Linked DNA regions of Rattus norvegicus: all the other regions are linked to region 1. Evidence: chromatin contacts called from public Hi-C data. All regions are on one chromosome and are shown on one strand. Each heading gives the region's core, a stretch centred on a gene start, on an enhancer-like site or on the middle of the called end of the contact. The rest is flanking DNA. Distances are from core to core; before and after follow the strand shown.

What was found. A called contact is a pair of places that touch in the nucleus more often than the background predicts.
Region 2: a contact with region 1 is called in a Hi-C map of Schwann cells, with 2.1 times the contacts expected there. The contact joins the promoter of Map2k3os here to the promoter of Flii in region 1. A contact is called at or near these places in 2 of 12 Hi-C or Micro-C datasets (Schwann cells and psoas muscle).
Region 3: a Hi-C map of liver shows a contact between it and region 1, with 2.4 times the contacts expected there. The contact joins the promoter of Tmem11 here to the promoter of Flii in region 1. A contact is called at or near these places in 4 of 12 Hi-C or Micro-C datasets (Schwann cells, kidney, liver and 1 more).

What each region holds. Positions count from the first base shown.
Region 1 is chr10:45,905,040-45,909,377 of GRCr8, reverse strand. It overlaps Flii (FLII, actin remodeling protein), which reads left to right and starts at 1,887. Exons shown (of 30, transcript NM_001008279.1): 1 at 1,887-1,971; 2 at 3,872-3,982; 3 at 4,246-4,317. The coding sequence starts at 1,909. Mief2 (mitochondrial elongation factor 2) reads right to left here and starts at 669. Exons shown (of 4, transcript NM_001398844.1): 1 at 549-669.
Region 2 is chr10:46,105,326-46,109,663 of GRCr8, reverse strand. Map2k3os (mitogen-activated protein kinase kinase 3, opposite strand) reads left to right here and starts at 2,178. Exons shown (of 3, transcript NR_132629.1): 1 at 2,178-2,518. It overlaps Map2k3 (mitogen activated protein kinase kinase 3), which reads right to left and starts at 2,025. Exons shown (of 12, transcript NM_001100674.1): 1 at 1,815-2,025. The coding sequence starts at 1,863.
Region 3 is chr10:46,054,468-46,058,805 of GRCr8, reverse strand. It overlaps Tmem11 (transmembrane protein 11), which reads left to right and starts at 1,741. Exons shown (of 2, transcript NM_001164543.1): 1 at 1,741-2,045. The coding sequence starts at 1,990.

The DNA of each region.
Region 1 (4,338 bases), core at 638-3,137:
GGGGTCTTGTATTCAAACTCTGGTAAGAAGGGAATAAAAGAGGTGGCTAAATAAAGCCAACTCAGGCCCTTGTGGTGGCGCAGGCCTTTCATTTTAGCATTCAGGAGGCAGAGGTGGTCAGGTCTCCTTGAGTTCAAGGCAAGCCTGGTCTACACACTGAGTTCGAGGACAGCCAGAGCTACATAATAGATCCGCTTCTCAAAATAAAACAAAATAACAAAATAACCTGCCTCTTCACAGCCTGGATGTCACCTGTTCTTCCATTTCTGCCAAAGCTGACTGCCCTGGATCAGGGTTGAACAGAAACGTGTAACCACATACAAAAGGCTCTTAGACTCTATTCAAGAACGAAGTCACTGAGACCCTGGAAATCCTGTGCAATACCCAAGTTGGGAAGAGGCACCCCTGGGATTCGAACTCGGATATTTAGTTCCCAAGTCCTCCCTCCCACCGCAGTGTTGACCACAGGCCACGCCCCCACCTGCACTGGGATACAAGCCACGCCCAATACTAGGAGACCCCGGCCGCCCCCTGCGCTGTAGCTGTACCTGCGTCCGAGCGTCAGCGCATGGACCCAAGGACGCGGCGAGCAGGACCCTGGAGGCCCAGGAGGACCCGCTTAGGAATGGAGCGTCCAGACCCCGGGAACCGAACGCCGAGGCCCGGGGCGGCAAATGACCCGAAAGGAACGCTGGATAAGCAGGCCTTCGCTCCAATCGGAGCGCACAACTCCTGCGCACACGTGCTCAAAACTGAGCAGCTCAGCCAATGAACACCAGGCACGCCCTGGACCTGGGGGCGGAAACCACAGACACTCCGGATTTAAAGGCGCAAGGTTACCTTGTAAACCCAAGGTGCGGGGGAAGTAGTGAGTGAATGACAATCGTCCAGGGCCTGCTCTAGTTTTACTTTGGGGGTGTTTTGTTGAAGAAGGGCCTCACACTAAAGCCATGACTGACATCGAATTCTCTGCAGTCGTGCCTTAGCCTCACATCTGACCTTGTGTGTACTTGTAGTGGGAGCCTCAGTGTGGAGAAAGCTGTCTGAGCTCACGGTCCCTTGATGGACCAGGCAGACAAAACTGCACCTAGCCCAAAGGCCCACATTCTGTCTTTCAAGTTTGCCCCTGCTAGAGTGACTGGTGGTCTCATTTCCTTTTGGCCCGCTTGGCACACACCGGGAAAAGAGCTCTGTTACCTGTTGTGCGAACTCTACCAGTCTCTTCCCTTCTGAAACACTGGGTGCCAGTCCCTGTACATCCATAGAACAGCTGTGTCTGTTTATTGGAAACCTACGATGTGCAGGCCAGGGCAAGATGGCCACTAACAGCTTAGCTGACGAGATATGCTGGTCTTCTAGAGCATGAAACAAGCCTATAAAGAGCACTGGCTAGAATCCTGAGGCCAAGGGAGAATTTTGAGGGTTTGTGCATCCTGCTCTCTGACACTCCTGAGTACTCACTTGGTTCTGACAATTTTGGGAAGCATGTTACACACGAGCAAAGTTGAGTCCAAAGATGAAGAGCTAGGCCCAAAGACCCGGAAGTCTCACCACCACCACGGGTCCCTCACGCAGAGACTGCCTGTGTCCCTGACGTTGGTACCGAAATCTCTCCGGGATCACGGCCAGCTCAGGGTCTACAGCAGCCCAAGCAACAATGCCTGGACCCGACCCTCCACGTTGCGACTGGAGACTGGAAGTGGTGATCGTCTCCAGCAGGACCCCCGCAGGCCTCTCCAGTCCCACAACTCGAGGCCTGAAGCTCTGGGAGTCGCCTAGCAGCACTTCCCGCAGAGGCCGCGGCCGGGAGGAGGCGCGCGCGGGTTAAAGGGGCGGGGCCGGCGCTGACCCAGCCCGCGGCTCCCGGCTACCCTGCGTCTTCCTAGCCCATAGGAGAGCTACGCCACCATGGAGGCCACCGGGGTGCTGCCGTTCGTGCGCGGCGTGGACCTCAGCGGCAACGACTTCAAGGTTAGATGGGGGGAAGGGAAGGGCGACCCCTAGTTCGTCTCTCCCGGCCGCTCCCTCTACGCTTCCGGCACCGGCGGGCGGGGCGGGCGGGCGGGCCTCGGTGAGTCTTCCCGGGCCTGCCCCGCCCGCGGCGGAAGACGTGGGCCGGGGCTCCGGGATCTGGGGCCGCGCGGGATTTGAGCCCACAGGCCGCGAACCTGACCCCATGCCACGGAGGGAATACGCCCTAGCCAGCCACCGCCCCACACTGCGGTCTCGAGACGTCACTTCTCCCTTAGCAAACCTGGGCTTCTCTCCTCCCCAAGGGGCTTAGGAACAGCCCGTTTGGAGGCGTATAAAGGAAAGAGATCTGTTAGTAAGGATTGTGACAGGTGCTTGAGGTCCTAGGCGGCACGTCTGCCAACTGCTAGATTGATGGGCTAGGGGGATAAGCAGCCAGCACCCTGGTTGACCATAAAGAGTCAGGCTATGGGCGTGGTGGTGCACGCCTTTAATTCCAGCCCTCCGGACGTAGAGGCAGGTGGATCTTTGATTTCGAGGTCAACCTGGTCTTCAAACCAAGTTCCAGGACACCCATATCTACATAGAAAAACCCTGTCTTGAAAGAAAAAAAAAGTGCCAGCTAGTCTCAGACCCGAAAACAGGAAAGCTGGACTCAAAGGACAGCTCAGAGGCCTGGACCTTCACTGCCTGGCGTCCGCCCCTTTTGATGTCAGATTGGGGGACGCAGGAGAAGGAGGTGGGCTCCTCCCGTGTTCACCTGCACAAGGACACGTTTGACCCTGTACACAGTTGTCACTTTACCCTGTCCACATTCTCACCATCCTTACCTTTGGTTTCTCTAGTCTCTCTCAATTGAGAACATCTGAGTCTCACTTTGGGGGCTGTGACTGGAGGAGGAGGAAACAGCAAAAGGCAGTTGAGCTTCATGCTGCTCAGATGTCAAAACTGCCAGGTGTAGCCACCAGGAGGTGGTGGCAAATGCTTTTAATCTCAACACTGTGGAGGCAGAGGCAGGCAGATCTCTGAGTTAAACCTGGTCTCAGAATGAGTTCTAAGACAACCAGGACTACACAGAGGAACCCTGTAATTGGAAATTGCAGGGAGGACAAAACCATAGCCTGGTGTGGTGGTACAGACCTTTAATTCCACAGCATTAGGAGGCAGAGGCAGGTGGATCTCTGTGAGTTTGAGGCAAGCCTGGTCTACAGAGTGAATTTCAGGACAGCCAAGGCTACACAGAGAGAAACCCTGTCTTGAAAAGCAAACAAAGGAAAAAGCCAAGGATGCTGAAGCGGACATTGCCTGTGAGGAACGAATGAATGCGAGAGATTGTGCGAGGAACAGTGGGGAGCTGGGCTCTTAGTGCAATCTGGGGAGTGTCAGGGGCAATATTATCTCAGACAGCCAAACTGCCTAGAACCCTGGGGGAAAACAACATGAGTGCCACTAAGTACAGTGGAGCACTGAGTAGCCCTTGAAACAGGCCAGGCTTGACCTCCCTGAGACAGACTCCAGCTGGAAAGACACGTTTGGGCCAGAACTTTTGTCTTTCCAGGGCTTTCATTTAGTGCCATTTTGTGAGTAAGGAATAAGAATAAATACAGGGCTGGAGAGATGGCTCAGTGGTTAAGAGCACTGACTGCTCTTCCAGAGTCCTGAGTTCAATTCCCAGCAACCACATGGTGGCTCACAGCCATCTGTAATGAGATCTGGTGCCCTCTTCTGGCCTGCAGACATACATGCAGGGAGAAAGCTGTATGATGTATGTATAATAAATAAATATTTTTTTAAAGAAAAAAGAAATAGAAATACAGAGTATTCCTCTGGGGACCACAGAAGGTAATGGGAGGGGAGCGCTCGTCTCCTAGACTGTACTCACCTTACTGTCCCCCACCAGGGCGGCTACTTCCCTGAGAATGTCAAGGCTATGACCAGCCTGCGATGGCTAAAGCTGAACCGCACAGGTCTCTGCTACCTGCCTGAAGAACTAGCAGCTCTGCAGAAGCTGGTGAGGGGCGGGGTAGGACGGGGCGGGTCCCCATCCTCAGGGCTAGGCCAGGTAGGCTTACCCTGCAGGAAAGAGGAGTCACTGGAGAGGAAACAGAAATAGCTGTGGGCAAAGCTAATGGAGTGGAGTGGGCACCCACCTGGGAGGTGTGCAAGGAGGGGACTCTTGGGGTGGCCTTCCAAGATGGTGCAGGGACAGGGGCAGTAGGCAGGGGCCGGTCATCTTAGGTCCCCACCTGAGCCTCTGACTCTTGTCCTGTCCAGGAGCACCTGTCTGTGAGCCACAACAATCTGACCACGCTTCATGGGGAACTGTCCAGCCTGCCTTCACTTCGGGTGAGTGTTGGCCAGGGCTGT
Region 2 (4,338 bases), core at 929-3,428, 200 kb before region 1:
CTACAACCTGCAAATTCACACTAGCCCTCTCAGAAGAGAGGCCCCGGGCATCCAGTGCCAGGCCTCAAGTCAATCGAGCACATGAAAAGTCCACCGTCTCCCTGCACAGTGCTTTGCAATGTCACTCACAATCTCTCCCCCTGTGATTTGCAACTGCAACTTTTATTTTGATGAGGCATCTCTTTGCCTGGAAGAGCTGAAATGCCTCCAAAACAAACACTGCTTCCAAACCCTTCCTGAGTGGAGCAGCATCTGATTTCCTGGTTCTCAAGTTCCACGAGGTCTGCACTGCAAGTCCCTCCCCAGCCACCTCCCCCAATAAGTGCCTCCCTAGTTACTCACAGAAGTTGGGCAATGGTCAGGGATCTGGCCTCCCACTTATGTAAGACGCAATTACCCCGCCCACTAGGCTCCTGCACAGCCATGGCGGCCAGCTGCAGGGGACCCAAAAAGCCCCCACCTGCTCAGGACAACCTGACCAGGACTAGGACTCCTGAGGTCAAGGTTTCCTAAGTCAGAAGGAGAGAAGGCTACCACTGCACAAGCACCCTCTTAAGTGCCCACCATTCCTGTCCTCTGTGCTCTGCCCCTGCAATCCAAATCTGAGCCCAGACCCCACAGGGCTGAGAAAGCTGGAAACAGTCAAGGATGTGCAGCAACTATTTTTCCCCTGGGTACCTACTATGTGCCGGGTGCTATGTTGGGCCCTTGATCATCTCAGACATGCTTGCTTCAAATCACTCTACCTTCAATCTCACATCGCACCCCTGATATCCATTTCATTAATAAGGCCTAGACATGTCCAGAAACTAGCCAGGTGAGGCAGCCCAGGATGCAGAGGGTCAACCCATTCACATCTACAGTCCAGCTTGGAACTCTTTTCTGCAGCCCAACCTACTGAGTCTCTGACATGTTAAAACATCCTTCTCTCTTCCTGGAAAAAAAAAAAAAGCTTTCTGACCTCCAAATCTTGTCCCCCTCACTTCCCATGACAAATGCTGCTGCTGCAGCCCACGCAGCTCTACTGCCACCTCACAGAAATTTCCAGGAAAGACAGTTAGTTACTTGGAGAAGACAAGCCCAAGCCTTGTACAGTCAGCCCCTGGCCTGCTGTTTGCCCAAGGACCAAACTGCAGGTCTAAGAGCAACAGACTAAGAAACACTAGGTGCAAAAAAGAGGTCAGCTCCTAAAACTCAGTGAGAAGATTGCAACTGAGTCAACAAGTAGCAGGTAGCATGGGCTGAGCTGCGAAGTGGAGACGCCAGGAAGTTCTACAGGTACAGCGGTAGGGAGGAGTGCAGGCGGCCAGTGTGCAGGCCAGCAAGGCATGGGGCAAAGGAGGACTCACAAGGATGGAAAGAGTTGGAAGAGAGGAGTTCTGAATTCAAGAGTAGACAGGTTTCCTGCATTGGGAACACAGCCCTGGGGCCCAGAAGAGAGTAAATTCCAGCCTGAACAAAATCCAAGAGTCTGGCCTGAGGGGGTTAGTGCAGCCGAAAGACCCTCTAGCAGGGATCACAGAAATCCCAGCTGAGTCCAGGATGAAGCCCGGAAGCCTGGACAAGAAAGAAGCTCACGGTGCGGCTCCAGACTTGGAGTGGAGTAAGGAGAACAAGGTCCTGCCTGGGTGAAATCCCACGGCCTAAGATCCGAATTCCAATGAGGTCCCGTGAGGTCCCGGGCTTGGCTTGGGCTGGACCCAGTCCTGGGCTGGAGTCCGGGTGCCTGTGCCCAGCCGGGAAAGGAGTCCAGGGGCACGGGCGGGCTCAAATTGAATGTGGCTCGGGCCGCGCGGTAGGGCGGGAGAGCCTACCTTTGGTCTGAGGCAAGCTGGCCGGCGGGCTGGCGGCGGGCGACTCCATGCTGCGGACCGTCGCGGAGGAGAGCACTAATCTAGAGGACAGCAGACTACACCGGGGCCGGGCGCGCTCATGGTTGCTGGTGGCTGGCAGCGGCGGCAGGCGATGGGCGACAGGCGACACAGACGCGACAGTTCCAAGCGTCCGAGGCGGGCGGCGCCACAGCCACACTGGGCAGCGCCGGACGCCTACCGACGGCGCCACGTAGGCCCCGCCCATCGTACTGATTGGCCCGCCTGAAAAGGCCCCAGCCTATCAAACACCGCCCGGACTGTCACGTACAAACCCCACCATCCAACAGCCGGAATCCAAACCCCCACTTTTCTAGTCCAGCCCGGCTCCGCCCTCTTGCCATCAAGATGACAGCCCTACCCACTCGCGGGATTGTGCTGGCGTGGTCCTGGGTGCCCCAGCCTGTGCCCCCCTACGGCGCAGCGTGTGCCGGTCGTAATCTGGAAAATCCCAAACTCTCTAGAGTGCGGAGCCAGGCCGATGCACTCGGTGGGGTTAAAAGTGCTCCCTGAGTGAGACTGGACTCCTAAATGGCTGAGCCATACCGAGGGTGAGCGTCCATGTGCTCCCCTGAAGAGAGCGGCGACCACCGGCTTGCCTCCTAGGGCAGCAGGAAAAGAGCGATCCCACGGCGGGCGCGTGCCAGGTGAGTGTTCACCGACTGTGGGAAAGAGTTTACTGCACCTTGCTGAACGAGCACGCGTTTAAGTCCAGTCTCTGAGAGCACTTGGCACGCCAGCACCTAGGGAGCAGGGAATTCAGTGGCTAACCTTTGCCTAGTGACAAAGTAACTGTTTTGGTTGTAACATTATAGCAGCTCTACGTCCTGGGCCCCCGGATAGTCTCAGATTAAACAAAGTGTCATTCCAAACATTGAAATACCTTTGGCCAGCCTTGACTGGGGTTCCATCTCGGCAGTTGGTCGCTGAACCTCTGTCCTCACACTAGCCAGAAATCTCTGGGGTCAGTTAGAAACCTAGGTCTAGTGAAGGCAAGAAGCACAAAGTCAAGTAGTCAGTCAGAGCTCGAGAGCTCGAGTAAGTCTTAGCTCTCTGGCCAACACTCAGGCCCCGAATGCCTTGCTTGCATATTTGGTTTCTACTATAGTCCTCTTCCCGTGTCACCTGCCCCTCCCCATTAAGAATCCTGAATGTCTCATCCCCTGCTGTATCCCAAGGCTTAGCCCAGAGCCATGCACATAGTAGGTGCCTAAGAACTATTCAAGGAATGAACAAAGGAAGTAGGAAAAGCATGCCACAGACATGGGTAAAGTGACTCTAGTCCCGTGCCAGCCTCCCAGGCACCAGGGTGACTCAGACAAGGCCCTCAAAACAGGAGGAGTTTAATGGGTTAGTCAGAGAACTTGACAAACAGCCCAGGGATCACAGACTCCATTGGGGTGCTATAAATAGATACAAGAGTCCTAAGAAGAGGCCCTACCTCACCTGGGTGGGGTCAGGGAAGGTGACCTTCATGGACTAGTAGCCAGGAAGAGAGGTCAGAAACCATCCTTGGAAGAAACGGAAAGGTCAGCCCAGGGAGTGGAAATCTGCTCAGGAAGCCAGGTTAGGCTACACCTGCAAGCCGGTCAGCTGCTAGAATGAGGGGCATGACGGAAAGCCACCAAACTTTTTTCTTTCTGATCACCTTTGGCAACATCTGCTACCCTCCTGTCCCTAAGTGGCACAGTTAGGCCGGGGGAGTACATGACCACCTAGACACTGGCCAGAGCATTAGACTCAGATCCCAGAAAGCTGCCTCTTACCCTGACTCCCAGGAGAGCAAACCCCCTCTATGGAAAACTGAAGTTTGAAATGGGAAGGGCTCAGTGTTAGCATGTGACTGTGAGTTGAAGAAAGGGGGTGATCCACACCTGGGGTTTGGGGGAGCAACTCACTCATTAGGATCAACAATGAACAAAACAGATACAACTCTGCTCTCAGAAAGGAATGGACTTCCAACCTAGGTTAAATGATAGTGTGTCTCGGGTTGACAAATGCTGTGGGGGAAAAAGGAAAGAGGCAGTGTGTCCAGAGGTGGGAGTGTGATTGTAGTGACAGCATTCAGGAAGAGCCTCCCTAAAGGTGCCACAGAAGCAGAGACTTGAAGAAACAAAAACAAAGGATAAGCATTTCCAAGACAGGGAGAAAACCCCAAGCTAGTGTCACCGCTGGTACGATCAGAGGTGAGAGACTCTCTTAGATGCAGCCCTTCCAAATGCTGTTAATCTTCACCCCTTGCACTGGTCATACACCCCAAGCACACATGAATTCCCATGAGATGCACAGTGTTTGTATGCATTTAGCATGGCTGCACAGAGGCAGGCCTGTTGACAGGCACAGCGGTCATGCACAGCCCTGATTGTGTGTGCAGTGCCCTGCCATCTGCAGAGCCTCCGAGGCTTGCTGACCTGGTGTGGGTGCCTTCAAGTGACTATCGTGGCTGTGCTGTGTGGGTGCCTGGCTC
Region 3 (4,338 bases), core at 492-2,991, 150 kb before region 1:
CTGAACTCAGAAAAGAAAGCATTTGATTAGAAGCTTGTTTCAGAGGGTGAATTCATGACCATTATGGTGGGGAACATGGCAGCAGACAGGCAGGTGTTGAAGTAGTCACCGAGAGCTTATATTTTGAAACAACTACCAGACATAAAGAACAGGGGCTGGCATGGGCTTGTGAAACCTCAAACCCATTCCCAGTGGCACACCGTCAACAATAAAGCCATACCTCCTCATTCTTCCTAAACAGTACATTTGGGAATCAAACATTCAACTATATGTGCCTCTGGGGACCATTATTAAAACAACCGCAGACTGTAACCTGAAGTGTGAGCCAAAAAAATCCTCTTCTCCCTTAAGTGGCTTTTGTATTTTTATCACAGCAACAAGAAACAGAACTAAGACAGTGACATAAATCCCAATGGGATCCACCATGTCTCAGACTTGGCACTCGAAGGCCTCCCAGTAAAGGCAGACCTTCCTGACCAGCTGCCTCCCAGTTTAAATGTGGGCTTGGCAGACCCTGGTCACTGCACATTATTTTTTTGCTTATATTACAGTAGGGCTGAGAAGAGGGTCAAGACAACTCCTAGACAGTGACATAGAGCACTACAGTAGCAGAAAACAGAGAAGTGAAGAATGATGGGAAAGAGAGCATGCCCTTGCACTACTGTCAGGGTTCTCAGAGAACTGAGCGCTTTCCCACAAATGTTACTGGGAAAGTGAGAGTGTAGATAAGGAAGGGGAAATGGGAGGTAAAAACATAGATTTTTTTTTTTTTACCTCCTATATGAGTGAGTCACAGGGGCCATCTGCATAAGTTCCTAGGTTCTTGGGTATCAGGACCAAGAATTGTATCAGAGATGCATAGTTAACAAGAGGTAATTTATTTAAAATACAATTACAAAAACACTCAGGTTGAGAATGGGCTAGTGATCTGGAAAAATGCATGAACTGAAGTCCTTAGCCATCACTACCTGCCTTTTCTAGGTCGTGCTTTTCTCTTGCATGCTGTTTGTTATTGAGTAACCCAGGCGGGGAAGGGATTCCAGGCACTATCAACTGGCATTTATTTATTTAATCCATCAACCTGGGTGTTTTTATTTGTGCACTACATGTGTGCTGTGGTTGAGGCCAGACATTACTGCAAGCAGACTATTGTTAGCTGCCAAGTGCCAGAAATTGATCCAGAGTCCCTCGAAAGAGCTCTTAACCACCGAACTGCAGGCCCTCATACCTCATTCTTGATGTCTCTCTACCACATTCTTCTGCCACACTTGAATTGTGTTAGAGTTTGGCAATCGAGGCGAGGCTGCATTATTTGAAAACCAGGAACTTTATAGAAACCAGACAAACATAAAACCTGACTGGGAGGGAAAGGCGTTTTAGGTAAGCACATCTACAGACCCTCAAAACTCTCTGGATTTGTCAGCCTGGCAAGTTCCGGTCAGGAGAAGGGGGCAGTTGACACAACGGAAGCAGAGGTAACCTTCAGACTGGAGGCGCACGAGTTCAGTTCTGCAGATGGGAAAAGAGAAATGGAGGTTAAGCTGCTCAAGTCATTGTAAAGTGTGAGAACTGGGGAACGCAGGCCCACAGCGGCCGAAGCCACAATGAAGGGCAACAGGGCCGAGGCCAAGGGTTGGGCCTCTCAGGCCCTGAGGGCGGGATCGCCGCGCGAAGCGCTCTGGGAGTGGTAGGCGCTTTCTTTCCGCTCTCCTTCAGCCACTCGCTCCGGGCGCCCAAGGACGTCCAGGCGGTGGGCTCAGCGACTCGCACTTTGCGACTCGGAGACTCTTTCCTCAGGCGGAGCCCACCTCTCGCCCTCTTGCGCGCGGCAGCTTACAGTAGGCTTCCGGCGTGAGGCATTGTGGGCAGTAGAGTCCGCTCGCAACCTCCCAACGCGGACGCGCGGCTCACCGGACTACGTTTCCCTTCGGCCTGCGCGCGCCCCGAGCCGCGTCGGCTCCAGCCCCCGACGAACCGAGAGTCTCCAAGATGGCCGCGTGGGGAAGGAGGCGTCTGGGTCCGGGCGGCGGCAGCTCCCGAGAGAGGTAAGCTGGGCTCGCGACCGCAGGCGGAGGTCGGCCGCAGAGCCGGAGAAGCCTCTATGCCACGCGCGACTCCAGATCGTGTGCTCGCCACGCGCGGGGCCCAGTCCGCGGGGGCCTAGGTGTGGGAGGAGCGGGGCGGCGCGACGGCCAGGAACGAGGGGAACGCGACTAGGAGGGGCGGCGACCCGCAACCGGGCGGGCAGTGAGCCAGGGTGAGTGGCTGCGAGGACCGCCACGCTGTCCTACCGAGCGGCGTTTGGACTCTGGGCCGCTGGCTCGCGCACGTGGCCCTCTCGGCCTGGGCGCCCGGTGTGGCGTGGAGGGGCTCCAGGGAGAGGAGGAGGGTAGAGAGGTTCGCGGGGCGGTGTGCTATATAGGGGCGTTTGCTGAGAGCGGCAGCGTGCCGGGCGCGCCTCCAAGAGCCTGTGCCTGGCCGCCTTCTGAGCGAGCAATCGTCGCCACTTTTTGAGGGTTCTCTTCAAGCACTTCTGCCCTAAGTCCTTTATAGTGACCTTTTCTACTGGATGCGTTTGGGGGCGCTAGGGATTTGTTTCTTCCAATGATTTCCGGATGACAAGAGCAGTTGACCTGTTTCTTGTTGAACTTGTAGCCTTTTCCTTCTGGGAATTATTTTTAGCTAATAGGTTACTAGAAACAAGAAGTTTGGGGAGGTGGGTGTATATCGGTGGCGCTACTGGGTTAACATGCACAGTCCGTTTTGCTAAGTTCTCCACATTTTACTGCGGATGTCAGAAAAAAAAAAGGAAAGTTTGGCTTTTTCCGTCTTTTCCAGTGAGTACTGTCATCCATAGAAGTTGTGTGTCAGCTAATCAGCGTTGTTCCTTTTTGACTGATGCATCCCATGTTCTTTGCTATTGCAGAGAGAGAGAGAGAGAGAGAGAGAGAGAGAGAGAGAGAGAGAGAGAGAGAGAGAGAGAGAGATCCCATCCCACACGAATCTTGTTCCTGCCTGGCATAGACAGTTTTACTTTTGAGTTCATTTATGCTAAATAATCCATTCTGCATTTACGGTGACATGGAAAAGCAGTGGCAAGGAGTGGTTTTTCTAACTCCCACTTCTTAGATAAGAACAGCCAGAGAGGTTATCTTGTTTTCCCTGTCTTTAAATAACCTAAGAATGCTTTTAGGATTTTAATTTCAGCTCATTAGTCAGGGAAGAACCTTCCTAGAAGACCCAGAATCACACAAAGATATTCTTAATATATTTATTGGCTTGTTTTTAGAGCCATGTATGTAGAGTCATTAGAGTCACTGTGTAGCTCTGGATGTTCTGAAACTCACTCTTGTAATTAAATGCAGACCGAATTCGCTATAAAGCTAGTGGTTGACTCTCTTCAGTGCAGCTGATGTTTGCTTCTCACCTGACATCTTGACTAATTAAGGCCATCTTCCTGGGTTCCTGTAGGTGTGTAGGTTCCTTTGGCCAGGAACTGAAGCATGCAGACGCTGTATATCTGCCAGAAATGGGAGCATTTGATTTTAAGATTTGAGAGTTGCCATCTGCCCTCCTAGTGACTGGAGATTATCCCTCTGTTGGATCCCATCTCCTTAAGGCCCTCCCACTCTAGGCAGTGCCTGGAAACATAACCCCTCATAGCCAGCAAACTGACTTCTGGGCACACCTCCATTCCTGCTCACTTGGTGGCCTGACTGGGTGGAGCAGGCCAGAATAATTGTACGCTCAGCACCGTAGATTGTGAGGACTGAGTATATCATTGGCTCTCGTGGCACAGGCTGTTTGTGGCTTCTAAGTGACTTTGTTCCATGTCACATTTGGACTGGCTCAAATTTCAGCTTCATGTTAAGAGCACTTCCAGAGTTGCTCACACCTTGCTGCCTTCCCTGTGCTGAAGGCAAAGGGGATGCTGTGTGGTTTGTGAAAAGGGCTGGAATGGACAGTGCTTTGAACAGACATTGTATTTGCCAGTGGCTGCATACGCTGGAGCATATGTTGTATTTAAGGCCTTGCTTTGTGCTCTTTGTCAGCTTAGTGTGCAGTGGTTCTTGCTTTGCCTGTTAAGTGCAAAAACACAGGCTAATACTAGAGCTGAGTGACAATTATTGTAGCTGCTAGCCATATGTGGCAGTTCCATTGAAGTTAAGATTAAATGCGGTGAAAAGTGTAGCTCCCAGATGGTAGACCATGTGTCTGGTGTCCGGAACTCGTTTTGGGCTAATGACTAAGCATAGAGAGAAGTTTTCCGTCGGTGAAATAGATAGGAACAGTACTGGTCTAGACTGAAATTGGAGGGGGAAAGGAGCAAACAGAGAG